Regions from separate parts of the Mus musculus genome. Here all the other regions are linked to region 2. Evidence: chromatin contacts called from public HiChIP or PLAC-seq data. All regions are on one chromosome and are shown on one strand. The core of a region is the stretch at or near the end of the contact, and the rest is flanking DNA. Distances in the headings are between cores, read along the strand shown.

The links. HiChIP or PLAC-seq counts read pairs in DNA pulled down with a chosen protein or histone mark.
Region 1: a contact with region 2 is called in a CTCF HiChIP or PLAC-seq map of the NIH/3T3 cell line, with 21 read pairs. The contact joins the enhancer-like site here to the promoter of Ccl2 in region 2. A contact is called at or near these places in 4 of 39 promoter capture datasets (the 3T3-L1 cell line, 3T3-L1-derived adipocytes, cancer-associated fibroblasts and 1 more), 1 of 15 datasets of contacts at CTCF or cohesin (the NIH/3T3 cell line), 1 of 484 Hi-C or Micro-C datasets (uterus), 2 of 115 datasets of contacts at active chromatin or transcription factors (bone marrow-derived macrophages and embryonic fibroblasts) and 2 of 9 other capture datasets (adipose tissue and pancreatic islet).
Region 3: a contact with region 2 is called in a CTCF HiChIP or PLAC-seq map of the NIH/3T3 cell line, with 18 read pairs. The contact joins the promoter of Ccl8 here to the promoter of Ccl2 in region 2. A contact is called at or near these places in 3 of 39 promoter capture datasets (the SN4741 cell line, liver and macrophages), 2 of 15 datasets of contacts at CTCF or cohesin (CD8 T cells and the NIH/3T3 cell line), 3 of 484 Hi-C or Micro-C datasets (bone marrow-derived macrophages and liver), 1 of 115 datasets of contacts at active chromatin or transcription factors (microglia) and 4 of 9 other capture datasets (adipose tissue, liver, macrophages and 1 more).

The regions. Positions count from the first base shown.
Region 1 is chr11:82,137,528-82,141,939 of GRCm38.p6, forward strand. No RefSeq gene overlaps it. Among named protein-coding and RNA genes, the nearest start is that of Ccl8, 25 kb to the left of the region's middle. Within about 2 kb of position 2,129, at least 59 of the 459 cell types and tissues checked have an H3K27ac peak or open chromatin away from gene starts, as enhancers often do. A contact at or near this core is called in the NIH/3T3 cell line, adipose tissue, bone marrow-derived macrophages and 3 more, where this site is marked.
Region 2 is chr11:82,034,226-82,038,601 of GRCm38.p6, forward strand. It overlaps Ccl2 (chemokine (C-C motif) ligand 2), which reads left to right and starts at 1,352. Exons shown (of 3, transcript NM_011333.3): 1 at 1,352-1,512; 2 at 2,258-2,375; 3 at 2,701-3,227. The coding sequence starts at 1,437. The coding sequence ends at 2,953.
Region 3 is chr11:82,113,895-82,118,372 of GRCm38.p6, forward strand. It overlaps Ccl8 (chemokine (C-C motif) ligand 8), which reads left to right and starts at 1,291. Exons shown (of 3, transcript NM_021443.3): 1 at 1,291-1,418; 2 at 2,145-2,256; 3 at 2,635-2,905. The coding sequence starts at 1,343. The coding sequence ends at 2,740.

The DNA.
Region 1 (4,412 bases), core at 879-3,378, 100 kb after region 2:
AGTAATGGTAACCAGCAGATATCACATCACCTCCGAGAGGCTTTCAGAATCAGAGAAGTCAGATCTGTACAGCTCAGCACTGCTGTAAGATGACTGCCCTGTGGACAAGACTCTGACCTCACCTCTTCCCTTCATTGACAAACAAAGAAAGGCCTTAATGGCCCCCAGGAAAGCAAGAGAGCCAGGATGACTCCCAGGAAGAGTAGTGAGTGGCCATCAAGTAGCTGGCCTCCTTTCCACTTCAGAGAAACAATGACAAGACATACCACATGTGACCAATTGGACATTGCTAAGGAAGATCTGTCAAGCTTTAAAATGTTTTGCCAATTCTGGTGTGTTGGTTAATTTATGTTAACTTGACACGAACTAGGGGTATCTGAGAAAGAGGGATCTTAATTGAGGGATTGCATCTATCAAATTGACCTGTAGGTAGGTTTCTAGGGCCGTTTTCTTGATTAATTATTGAAGTGAGAGGCCCATACCACTGGGGATCATGACACCCCTAGGTAGGAGGTCATGGGTTCTGTTTTTTTTTTTTTTTTTTTAAAAAAAGAGCTAGCTAAGAAAACACTGGAGACCAAGCCATTAAGCACTGTTCTTCCTTGGCCTCTGCTTCAGTTTCTGCCTCAAGGTTTCTGCCTTGAATTCTTCCCCTGGATTCCCTTAATGATGGACTGTTACCTGAAAGTGTAATAGGAAATAAGCCCTTTCTGCCCTCAGTATTTTATCACAGCAGGAGAGAAGCCAACTCAAATATCTGGACACTGCAGATATGTAGAGATTGCCAACAAAAGATAGAGTAGAACTAGAAAAGAAGTCTCTCTGTTGTTTTTAAACTCATAAAAATGTCTGCTAGAAGTGAGTTTTTATAATGGTGTCATTGGATCGCCTCTAGAGACACTCCACCTTGTGCAGTGTTTTGGAGCACCAAGACCAGAATGCAGATGAGGAGGTCCCTTGCCAAGCTGACCACATGGAGATATCTTTAATACAACTGGTGTGTGTGTGTGTGTGCATTTTATTCCTTTTTATTGTCTATAGAGTTGACAATGTTAAATGCTTTTTTAACATGTTTAGATTTTCTAGATGTTCTGAGATGGATGCCTTACATATTATACAAGAAGAAATAGTAAAAGAAATCCTGTGTGTGTGTGTGTGTGTGTGTGTGTGTGTGTGTGTGTGTGTGTTCCTTTTTTTAAAAATTTCTATGAAATGTCATTTTTCAGGGAGGGAGTAGTCAAACCTGTCCTGGCTTATTTTGCCTGGGCTCTGGCTCCCAGGAGAAGGCACAGCAGAGCACTAAGCACTCATGAACCCCTGGCCCATTTTTTTCTTACTTCACTGTATATATAGTGTTTATAAAGGGCACAGGAATCCCCCACTGAAAGCAGCTGCTCACTTTGCTTACTAAAGAGTCTACACACAACAAAAACAGTAAATTAATACATTTTATATACGTGGCATTAGCATTCTAAGGAAAGACTGATTTCTGAACATTTTGAACATTTTAGCCCACTGGGGTGGTAGAGAACAGAAGGATTCCGGCTCAGGATACACATATTTTATGACATTTTCAATTTATTACCGTCATTACACATGCGCATTTTACTTCCAACTGCCATGTACATGCTGTGCCGACTGAGTCCTTGCTGGATGGAGAGGCAGTAAAATGTCACTTTGGTAGCAATTTTTTTTGCTAAAGTCCATATGAAATACTGTCTTTGGGAAATGGCACTATGAAACATTGCCCAGGAGCTGAGTGGTCCTCTCCTGCTCATTCAGCTATGGGGGACAGCATGGCAAAAGCAAAGTCCTGCTGGGCTTACTCTTGGACCCTCGGATGCTGGCTCCCTGGATGTTTAGCACATTTTGCCTTGCCGTGCGTGTAAGTAAATACAGTGGACAAATAGGTCCATGCCTTGTTAAAGCAGTTGCCAGGAGATAAAGCCGCTAGTGAAGCTAGCGCATTTTATACACTTCATGTTGAAATTCATAGGAATGCTTGTTTCTGCAAATGGTATTTTGATGCAACATTGTTGAATCATTTCTGAGCATGTGGTAGGCCTGTGCTTGTCCACTGATTTGAAGACTGAGAGAAAGCAGGAAGCAGGGGAAGGAGTGGTCACATTTGGCAGACATCTGACATTGCAACAGTTGCTACACATGTGGTTTAATTCACCGCCGCTGTGTATATAGGGAAAAGGTTTTTACATGAAATCGCCTGTCTTTCCAGACATTTAAACATGATTAATGCGTCTGAAAGTAGAAGCAGCAGAATGATCCCTTGTGTAAACAGATTTTTAAGCTCCGGAAATCCAGTGTGTGGGAATGGATTTGTTAGACTGCCTCTGAGAGCAAAGGGGGCTGTCTGTGCTTCGTATTGGGCTGAGGAAGAGGGAGGCACAGAGACTGTAAATGATTTTGCTACGATGTATCAGGAAAGCTTAGTCATCTGGATGTATTGTACACATCCTAGAAAAATGAGTCCTCATATTTATTATATGTAGACTCTAGCTATTAAAGAGGAAGCTGGTGTGTGGCAAAAGTCAAGTTAGAAAGTTAGCATCTTTTCTATGCTTTGTGTTCAAATTTGTAGGAAGGCCCTCTTCTAAAGTGGGAACTTTGGAAAGGAAACTGCAACATCGTCAGCTAAGTAAGTGCACATATCACATATGACAGAGATGATGAGGAAATGGAGAACTGATGGGTGATAGACCAGAGCATTTTCACTGGAAGACACCTACAGATGTGCCCATTGGGGTGGGGGGAGGGGGGTCTGTGGACATATCACATATGACAGAGATGATGAGGAAATGGAGAACTGATGGGTGATAGGCCAGAGCATTTTCACTGGAAGACACCTACAGATATGCCCATTGGGGTGTGTGTGTGTGGGTCTATGGGTCTGTGGGTCTGTGGGTGTTAAATCCAACAGTATTGTATATCCAGTAGACAAACCTAAGTCCTAATTTGAAACATCTCATCTTTACAGATGTTTAGAGGTATACAAAGTGCATTGAAAAGGGGGGAAATAGCATGATTTGTAGATGCCATACTGTCTGTCAGAAAGTGATGAAATCCCCTGTCTTTGAAGTACCCATCATATTTGTGCTGGTTCTGGGAGGAGCAGGGAGAGCTACACATGGCTTTCAACCAGCATGCTTTAGTAAAGCAATACTGACCATTATCCCTCACAGCTGCATTTTGTATATATGTTACTAATATGTGTATCCTGATGAGTGGGCAAGCTCAGATGCACAGCATTGAGTCTTTCTAGGTGCCAAAAGGGTTACTGGTATAGGATAAAAGTAATTAGAAATTAAGATACTGGGTACCCTATGTATAATGTTCACAGAGGAAGCTGTTCTTAAGTGATGTAAAAAGTGAAGTGCTTCACAGCCCCTCAGAACATCACAGTTGCATAAGCTTGACCCTGGTGTTGACAAGGATAGGAAGGGTTCCAGATGAAATGCGACTATTTGGAGGACATTTGCCTATTCTAGCCTTTGTCCAACATGTACAGGGTTTTTGACAGTGCTATGTGCATACCAGGCAACTCAAGTCCTTGCTGGAAACATCTACGAGGCAACAGACCTTTGGATACTGCAACATCATGCTGACATTTACAAAGTCCACCTCTGAGAACTGCACAATCAGGTTTTATAAAATAGAAAACAAGACAAACAAAAAGGGTAATGGTTTAATTGAGTCAGTTAAAGACGTTTTGGTGGCTCTCACACCTTTAATCACAGCACTAAGGAGGGAGAGGCAGGAAGATATCTGTGAGTTCGAGGCCAGCCTGGTCAGTTTCAGGACAACCATGGCTACACAGAGAATCCCTGTCTTGAAAAATCAAATACATACGTAGATACATACATAGATACATACATACATACATAAAGGGTGTTTGGTTGGGCTACATTCATAGCTATTCTTGACTACACATAATGTCCTCAGTTGCACGTGCCTCATAGTCCTTATAGATGTTTACAAAAGAAATCCACAAATGGAATCTGGAGAGGTGCTCAGAGGTTAAGAGTTCTTGCTCTCCTTGAAGAGAGCCTGAGTTTTAACTTTCAGCACTGTCATCCAGTGGCTCACAGTAGCCTGTAGCTCCAGCTTCAGGGAATCCAATAACCTCTGCATAACCCCACACTCAAGGACACAGACAAATACATGGATGCATAATTAAAAATAAAAACATTTTAAAATATAAAAACATATAAAAGTACATAAGTACAAAAGAGGCTAACATAACACCCTCAAAGGATTTCTTCTCTTCTTTGTCCTTTAGGAGGAATGGCCTCATCTGAGGAGTTTTAAACTGGACATCTTAGAAGCAGGGCTGACAGAGCAATTTGACAACAAAAGGAGATCAAGGGGATACAAATTGGAAAAGAGGAAGTCAAAAT
Region 2 (4,376 bases), core at 102-2,601:
CCATGGAATAAACACAGCAGCTTGTTTGATAAAGCTTATTTCCTATCACAAATATATTAACTTCAGAACTGTTCTCTTCCAAGCATCCCCCCATTCCTTTACAGTCATTGTCTCCACGACTCTCTATGAAAGACAAATCTTGGGTACAACTCTGCCAATCAGGAAAGACTCAAAAGGATGCTACAGAGGAAGGAGGAAATCAAGATACCTGAGTGGAAGACTCCGCTCAGCCACTGGCACGCATGTGAGAGCGCCACTCTTTTTATCAAGAGTCTGCTGAAATGAATTCTAAGGGCTTTCAGATTTTATCGCTTTGATCACACTGTTTGTGAAGAAATCTAAACCTGGAAAGCTGAATTAAGCCAGACATTCCAGTTGGCTCACTCATGGTCCCTGGAAATCACGAAGGAAACAGGGCAGAGAGCTACCAGGAGTAGTAAACGCTAACACACAGGCTTCTAATTCATCATGACTTAACCAAAAGGCATGTTTCTCCATGGCCCGTTAGCTGTCTGTTAGTTTGAAGGTAATGTGATGATAGCCAGGCTGGAGCTACCTGGGTCCTGTTCCAGGGACTCTTAGGGCAGTTACCTACATGACCCTTCTGGACCTCAGCTGCCTGATCTGAGAATGGGGAGTAACAGCATCTACTTACCAGAGCTGGGGAAATTAGAGACTGCACTGTGAAGGGTTCCAACCACTCCTGGCCCAGAGTAAGCACTAGGTGAGTTTTATATAGAAATTTCTTCTGCACCATGAGCTCATGTATATGGCTTTCCAGGTCTGGACTTTTACAACTCAGACAGTTCATATCAATGTCACAAAGCTTCTTAGTGCTGCAAAATATCTGGTAACCACCAAGTGGAGAGAATGCTGTATTCAACAAGGCCTGATAACCAAGGACTCAGCCGACTTACTGGGGGTCCTTTCCCAGCTGCAAGGTTCCTTGAGCCAGGGGCAAGCTAGGCTGTGTTTCCAAGCATCTTCTTCCTAAGGACTTTAGGTTCCTTGGCCACTTCCTTTTATTTCAGTGAAAGCAGAGCCACTCCATTCACACTTGTGGTCACAGTAGTACAATTACTGCCAATTCTTCCCTCTTTCCCCCCCCCCCCCCCTACTCCCTGCGCAGCTTCATTTGCTCCCAGGAGTGGCTAGAAAAATACCAAATTCCAACCCACAGTTTCTCTCTTCCACTTCCTGGAAACACCCGAGGGCTCTGCACTTACTCAGCGGATTCAACTTCCACTTTCCATCACTTATCCAGGGTGATGCTACTCCTTGGCACCAAGCACCCTGCCTGACTCCACCCCCCTGGCTTACAATAAAAGGCTGCCTCAGAGCAGCCAGAAGTGCAGAGAGCCAGACGGGAGGAAGGCCAGCCCAGCACCAGCACCAGCCAACTCTCACTGAAGCCAGCTCTCTCTTCCTCCACCACCATGCAGGTCCCTGTCATGCTTCTGGGCCTGCTGTTCACAGTTGCCGGCTGGAGCATCCACGTGTTGGCTCAGCCAGGTGAGACCCCCCCAGCTCCCTTCCCAGCATATCACCCCATTTTTGAATTGTCGTGGATTGTGATAGCATAGTCTCACATGGTCAGGTACTTTTTTTTTTTTCTTTAACCAAGATAAGGAGCATAAAGAAGGAAGGACAAAGAGCCAACCCAATTACAAGATTGCTTCTGGAAAGCAACTAGAATTTTAATTGTTAGATCTAAATTTGGAATCACACCTTCATATAGTTCCTGTTCCAGTTACTTCCCTCAGTATTTGGGAACCTGGGTGATCAAACAGAGGCTTGGGTTGGTGCCTTTTTCCAGATAGAGGAGAAAGGGGAAGAGATCCAAGATCCGAGCTGTGTTTCACCCAGCCCTGCTTCCAGAGATAGCAGCTTAGCGGAGGTGGTTGGGATCAGAGATACTCATGATTTGATTTTTTTTTTTTTTTTTTTTTTTTTTTTTTTTTTGCAGCCTACAGTAATGTACTCAGGTAATCTTCTCAGGTCATAGTAATTTGACTTCTAACTCCCCCAAATGACAGTCCCCAGAGTCACATAGTTTTAATGGCATCCCTCTACCCAAGACTGTGAGCCTACTTTAAGCTGCAAATAACTGAGTCTGTTGTCAAAGATCACATCCCAGATCTGATGTATTGGCATTTATATCCCATCCTGCTGAAACTGCCTTCTCCCCGTGGTCCTTCTCTTCTCTAAGGTCAGAAGCATCTTTCCTGTCCTAATGTGCTTCTCTTTTACTCTCCAGATGCAGTTAACGCCCCACTCACCTGCTGCTACTCATTCACCAGCAAGATGATCCCAATGAGTAGGCTGGAGAGCTACAAGAGGATCACCAGCAGCAGGTGTCCCAAAGAAGCTGTAGTGTGAGTTACATACCCCGGCCCTCCCTGGTCCAAAGGTTTTTCCTTAAGAACAAGGGATGGTCCTCATATACTTATAGTCAGTCACACACTCAGATCCAATGGGGAAACCAAGGCCAAGAAGGCAAAGGCAGTTCTCAACAGCATTGTCTCTATGGCTGCTGTTCAGGCCCTTTCTACTCCACAAGCTTATCTTAGAAAACCTGCAGGAGAAGCAGGTCACTTTGAGTCCCCTTTTTCTACCTGCCCTCCCCCGCTGAGCTCTACACAGCCCCTCCATGTATACCAGACTGAACTTCATCTAACAGTGTCTTTTCTCTTCCCACAGTTTTGTCACCAAGCTCAAGAGAGAGGTCTGTGCTGACCCCAAGAAGGAATGGGTCCAGACATACATTAAAAACCTGGATCGGAACCAAATGAGATCAGAACCTACAACTTTATTTAAAACTGCATCTGCCCTAAGGTCTTCAGCACCTTTGAATGTGAAGTTGACCCGTAAATCTGAAGCTAATGCATCCACTACCTTTTCCACAACCACCTCAAGCACTTCTGTAGGAGTGACCAGTGTGACAGTGAACTAGTGTGACTCGGACTGTGATGCCTTAATTAATATTAAACTTATTTAACTTATTGATGTTATGGTATTCCCTTTCATGAATACTAAAATTTCTTAAATGCAAGGTGTGGATCCATTTTTCCCTCTCTGTGAATCCAGATTCAACACTTTCAATGTATGAGAGATGAATTTTGTAAAGATGAATGGGTAAACTTTGTGTTTGAGATTCCAAGGTATTGTTTAAAATATTATTATGGATATTCCTTATTATTAAAAGAAATATATTATTTTTGTACACCAGTCTGACTTTGAGTGTTTTCTTGAGGGAAACTGCAAAGCTGAGAGTATATAAGCTTGGAGAGCAACACAGGTTGGGACACATATTGTGGGGGAACAGGAGAGTGAATGGCCCACTCTTTTGTATTGAATGGTCTTATCTGAGTGTCATAGACTCTTCAAGATGGGGCCCAGTCAGGGATGCTAGTACCATTGTTTTGGTCCCTAGCATTGCTTCTCAGATACATGCTCAACAAAAGCCCCAGTCCTTCCCAGTCACATGTCCTAGTTGCCCTTTAACTGGGATACATCACTTCCATCTACAGCTCTGCAATTTATAATTCTCTAACTGCATAGGTAGTTCAGACAGTGGAGAACAGACGGGAGACTTAACCATCTTCTATAGGAAGGTTATGGTAATGCTTCCTAGAGAGAGGAAGACATGAACTTATCCTTGATAATGGTTAGTTTTATAGGAAAAAAAACACAAAAGCATTAAGGAAAACTGGTAGGTGGGGGAAATTATCCAAAAATAGAAATGAAAATGGTGTGTACATTAAACGGGGAAGAGCGAGGGAAACCATCCGATGGAGCTGCATGTATATCAAGAGATGGGGATTTTTCAAGAGGAAGCTCAATACAGGGTTTGGAATAGGAAGGTGAGAACATGGTATTCCCTCGGACCTATAATTTAAAGGATAAGTTGAAACTCTTCGGTCCAATAAAGAGGGAGGGACGTGTTTCATTCAGAGGCTCAGAGGTGAGCCTCAGAAAAATACATCCTGATGACTTCAGACAGACAGAAAGAAGTGGAGACAAGTGATTGGTTGTGGCTCATCATGAGATGAGGGCTGGATATTGGGTCCAAGAGAACAATGTTCTGGACCGTGGGAGATGGCTTAAGGTACGGACCTTTCCAGAGATTGTTAATGAAGCAATGTCTCTGAAACCTGAGAGTGTTTCTTTCCATCAGCACCCTGACTCCACACAGAGGAACCTAGGTTGTCCACTCAAATGGATAGATGTTCTCTCTCTGAATGTCCATCTGAGGTCTGTGGCATGGGGCTCATCCTAGGGGCATTTGGACCACAGGAACACACAAATAGCCTCTCCACCAAGGTGATTGGGCATCTTTCTCTAAAATATAAACTCCCATAGTGCTCACCCTCTCC
Region 3 (4,478 bases), core at 41-2,540, 80 kb after region 2:
TGTTGGGGTTTTTTGTGTTTGTTTGTTTGTTTGTTTGTTTGTTTGTTTTAGGTCATGGTGTCTTCTTGCTTGTTATAACTTTAGATATAATGTACTACTGTGTGTTGCATTTAAATGTTGTAGCTGACAGAGGTCAAAACCCAGAAAAATCATAAAATATTAGCCATTAGCTCATGGTGGCTTAATAGATTGGATATAATTCAGAGATTTAATTCTGAGTGGCTTTACTAACTATATCCCTCACTTGAGGATGTTCTTCCTGCCTACTAGTCAGGAATCTTTGCTTACACTGACGAGGAATGAGACTGAGCATAACACTATTTGGCCTCCAAACACATTGAACAGGATGCTTGGCCAACAGAGTTATTGTGATTGAAGTTCCCAGACAAAAGTCATACATACATTAAGGATTCTGCAAGAAAACAGCTCTGTGATGTAGAGAGCTATGCTCCTGCAGGATGCCACCCGCTGCAGGATCCCTGCCCCTCCAGAATCCACACGTGGTGCCCAGTTCTCCAGGACTTTCAGGCTAGGCCAGACATAGTAGAGAAACTCTGTTATTACAGCATTTTTCAGACTGATATGGGAGAATTATACAACAAGGACGGCCTGGGGACAAAGTAAATTTGGAAGAGCCAGATCTACTTAATCCTCATCTAGAATACTAACTACAAAAGAAGGGCTGAGGTATAGCTGCCATTTAGTAGTAGAATACTTACTTGGCTGTCATGTGCAAGGTTCTGGCTAACATGTAAAATTCCTAGTAATAGAAGAAAAAGGAAGAGGAGACGGAAGAGAAGGAGACTTGAGTCTATCATGTTTTCAGGGTTCTTTGGAGCCCATCTGGGTTTTGAAAAACCCACCTGCCTTAGGGTTGCAAAAGCCTAGTGTAAAAGGGACCAGACTTAGGCCTTTCTCTGGTCTCCTAGCACCCTCCAAAAGGAAGCATCTAACCTCTCTTTACTCCATGGTAACCTTGGTTTCTAGTCTTTCTTCTATACAGATGTTTTTCATTTCTATGTTTCAGAATCCCTGATCCAGTGGGACTGCTTCCTCCATGCTGCTGGTTTCAGATGCTTGCCCTTCAAAGTTTCTGTCTCATAGTCTAAGTTAGCCAAAGATTTTAGCATCTTATTCTTGCTGAGCTGCCTTCCAGCTGCCGGGAAATCATCTCATGATCTGATGACTATTCAGCATAACAAAGATCTTGCTTTCATTTCCCATTAGGCACAACTCTATCTGCAGATTCCCTGCTCCCTATAAAAGGCAGATTAGAGCCTCCAGACTAGCAGAGTTAGATTGAGAGGACGCTAGCCTTCACTCCAAAATCTTTGCCTTCAACATGAAGATCTACGCAGTGCTTCTTTGCCTGCTGCTCATAGCTGTCCCTGTCAGCCCAGAGAAGCTGACTGGGCCAGGTAAGGTATCTCCTTTCCTAAGGGAAATGGTTTAGCAGGCACTAACATCTGAGCACAAGGCATCCCAGAGCTGCTGTATGATCTGCAATTTTAAGATGGACAGACTGAGAGTATGGAAGAAGTTAGCCAAAAGCCAGTGTGTCAAAGCTAGGCAGAACCAGCAGTGAGTGTTTAGAGCACTGAGGCCAGGCCCTGTGATGTCTCATGACATCAGCCCTGGGACACGATGCTGCATGCAGCCACTACCGATACTGCCCTCTCCTTGTTTGAGGAGATGGCCCAGAAGTGGCTGTGGTGAGAAGGACATCACAAGCAATAGGGGAGTGATAGGGATGATGTCTTGAAGAAGTGCTTTGGGATCTTGATCCAGAGTGGCTTCCAGAACCATATGTGGATATTTGTACACTGAGGGGCTTCCTAGATTAAAAAATAAAATAGGTTGATTCTAAGCCCACAGCAGCAAGGTGATGGACAGCGAGTTCTTGGGACTTACTTTCCTGTGTCAGAAGTATGGGATCAGTCAAAGAGATCTCATGATAAACAGTCATCAGTGAGGAATCCTGTGGTTCAACAGAGGACACTGACTCCTAAGACATATTCTGTCACTAGACCCTAGATACAAAACTTGGGAACAGTGACTCCTAGGTGCAGCCCAACCCTCATCTTCCCTTATGAGAGGACTCTGAGATGTCCCCTAACCCTCTTTCTTTACAAAATGGCTTCCAGATAAGGCTCCAGTCACCTGCTGCTTTCATGTACTAAAGCTGAAGATCCCCCTTCGGGTGCTGAAAAGCTACGAGAGAATCAACAATATCCAGTGCCCCATGGAAGCTGTGGTGTAAGTGATTCCTGCCCAGAAAACCCAGTCAGAGTCAAGGGAGAGTGGTCAGGACACACAGATGAGTGAGTCAAACAAATACAGCCTCTTATCTGGACCACGCCTTACCCACATAGGGAGACTGACTGGAAGAGAAGAAATCTGTAATTTTCCAGGAGCTCAGAGGGATTTTCCCCAGTTCCTTTCCACAATAGATGAGAAAGCTTCAAGTAGGGCAGCAAGATCAGGGCTTCCTCCTCAGGGTTCTCCCTTCCACCCCTTCCTCATCCTCCCCTCCTGCCAAGCAGCTCCTTCACCTCTGGAGCAAGAGTGAATGGGGTCTGTCGAGCTGTGGGCCATGCTCTGAGCACTATTTCTGAACCTTCCATCTCTCCACAGTTTCCAGACCAAGCAGGGTATGTCTCTCTGTGTAGACCCCACACAGAAGTGGGTCAGTGAGTACATGGAGATCCTTGACCAGAAGTCTCAAATTCTGCAGCCTTGAACCTTCACACCTGAGTTAAGAGACAGCCAAAGCTGGAAGTTCTCCCCTAATCTTCTCCAGGCAGAGAGATGTTACAAGCAGATGGTGCCTGGGCTGCGTGTTTTCTCATCCTTGTCTGTTATATGAACAACTGAAATAAAAGCTTACACTGATTTGCAAATGTAACATGGGCATTTTTATTCAAAGTGAAGTGATGGGAAGTTATGATCAATCTCAGAGAGCAGCAGGCCAAATGAGGGGAGGTGTTCAAGGGTTCCTGTGTATTATTTGGGTTTCATTTTATGGGGTTCAAGTGAAGGAAGAGCCTTGTTACTAGAGATGGAGTGGGTGGTTCTCTACTGGTTGAGAGGCTTCAATTACATTAAACCATTGTTCATTGCTCATATCTGTTCCCATAACGCATCGGCTTTTTAGCATAGGCATGCCCAGTTGTGCAAAGGCATGAATAGTAAATAGGGGATTCTTTCTGAAAGTTCACTTGAGGTTATACTCCACCTCATTGTACATGTACCACAAGCTGGTCTCAGTCAGCCCCAGACTCTGTTCCAGACTGTGTTTGACTAGTGACAAAGCTTATCAAGGCTTTACTAAATGGAGCAATTTATTTCATGGTTTAAACCCTTTTGAAGTTGAGAATGCTAGGTTGCTAACAGGTTGCTTGCTATACTCTCCAAAGATGAGGTGTGTACATAGTCCAAACCAAGTAGAATCCTGAGTTGCATAGATATTCCCTATGCTTGCCTTCCTCACCTTCCCCCTGAAAAACTTTGTTTTCCTGATTCATAGAGAGCTATACCCTCTGTGTCTGGCACATTTACATGTAACACACAACAGGAACATTGTAAGTATTAATATTAGTCACAGTTCTCTAGAGCACCAGAGCCAAAAGAATGAATATGAATGTGTGTGTGTGTGTGTGTGTGTGTGTGTGTGTGTGTGTGTGTGTGCATTCACCTGTTCTCAGAAATGTTCTATACCTATTTTTCCGTGTTTCTGTGACCTACTTTCCTTAACTGCCTGGCCTCACTTCTGTAGCCATGCTTACACTATTGTCTTGCACTGTGTTGACAAGTAGTCTTTCAGTGGCCGTCTCCCACCAGGAAGATCAAGAAATCAGTAGTTGTTCATCCATATGCCTTGGCAGTTCTAATCTGAAGCCAAAGCCTGGAAGATTTCTGAAGAACCAGTGGGCTTCCTTGCATGGTGGAAGCCCAAAGAAGCTCATTCTAATATCAGTAAAGGAATTGGCAGCAGCAATGTAGATGAACTTGCCAATGAGAATGAAAGCCAAGTAAGAAAAAAAATTTTACCTTCTTCCATATCTCTTTATGGGATGACATTGTGTCAGAACTAACAGCACAGTATCTAAAGTTAAAATAATCAAGACACATCACAACCTAAAGAAGTAAAGCTAACAGAAGAAGGAAATCAGCATCTTAATCAACCAACACTCCGATGGATGTGTCACTGTCTTACTTTTGTTCTCCCAGATCTTGACACAACTGACATCAGGTTAAAAGCCCCATCCAGGGCTTGAAACCCAGAAAGTAAGCTGCAACTCCATACAAAACAGGGATGAAGACCTGGGTCACCTGCTAAATCAGGAATAAAAGCTAAGTCCATGGGTTCCCAGAAAGTCTCTGAGTAAAAGTCTCTGAATGTACTAACCTGGCTTTTGTTTTGGCTTCTGTAGTTCTGCTTCTTACTAACTGAAATTTTCCAACCATAATGTGGGTTC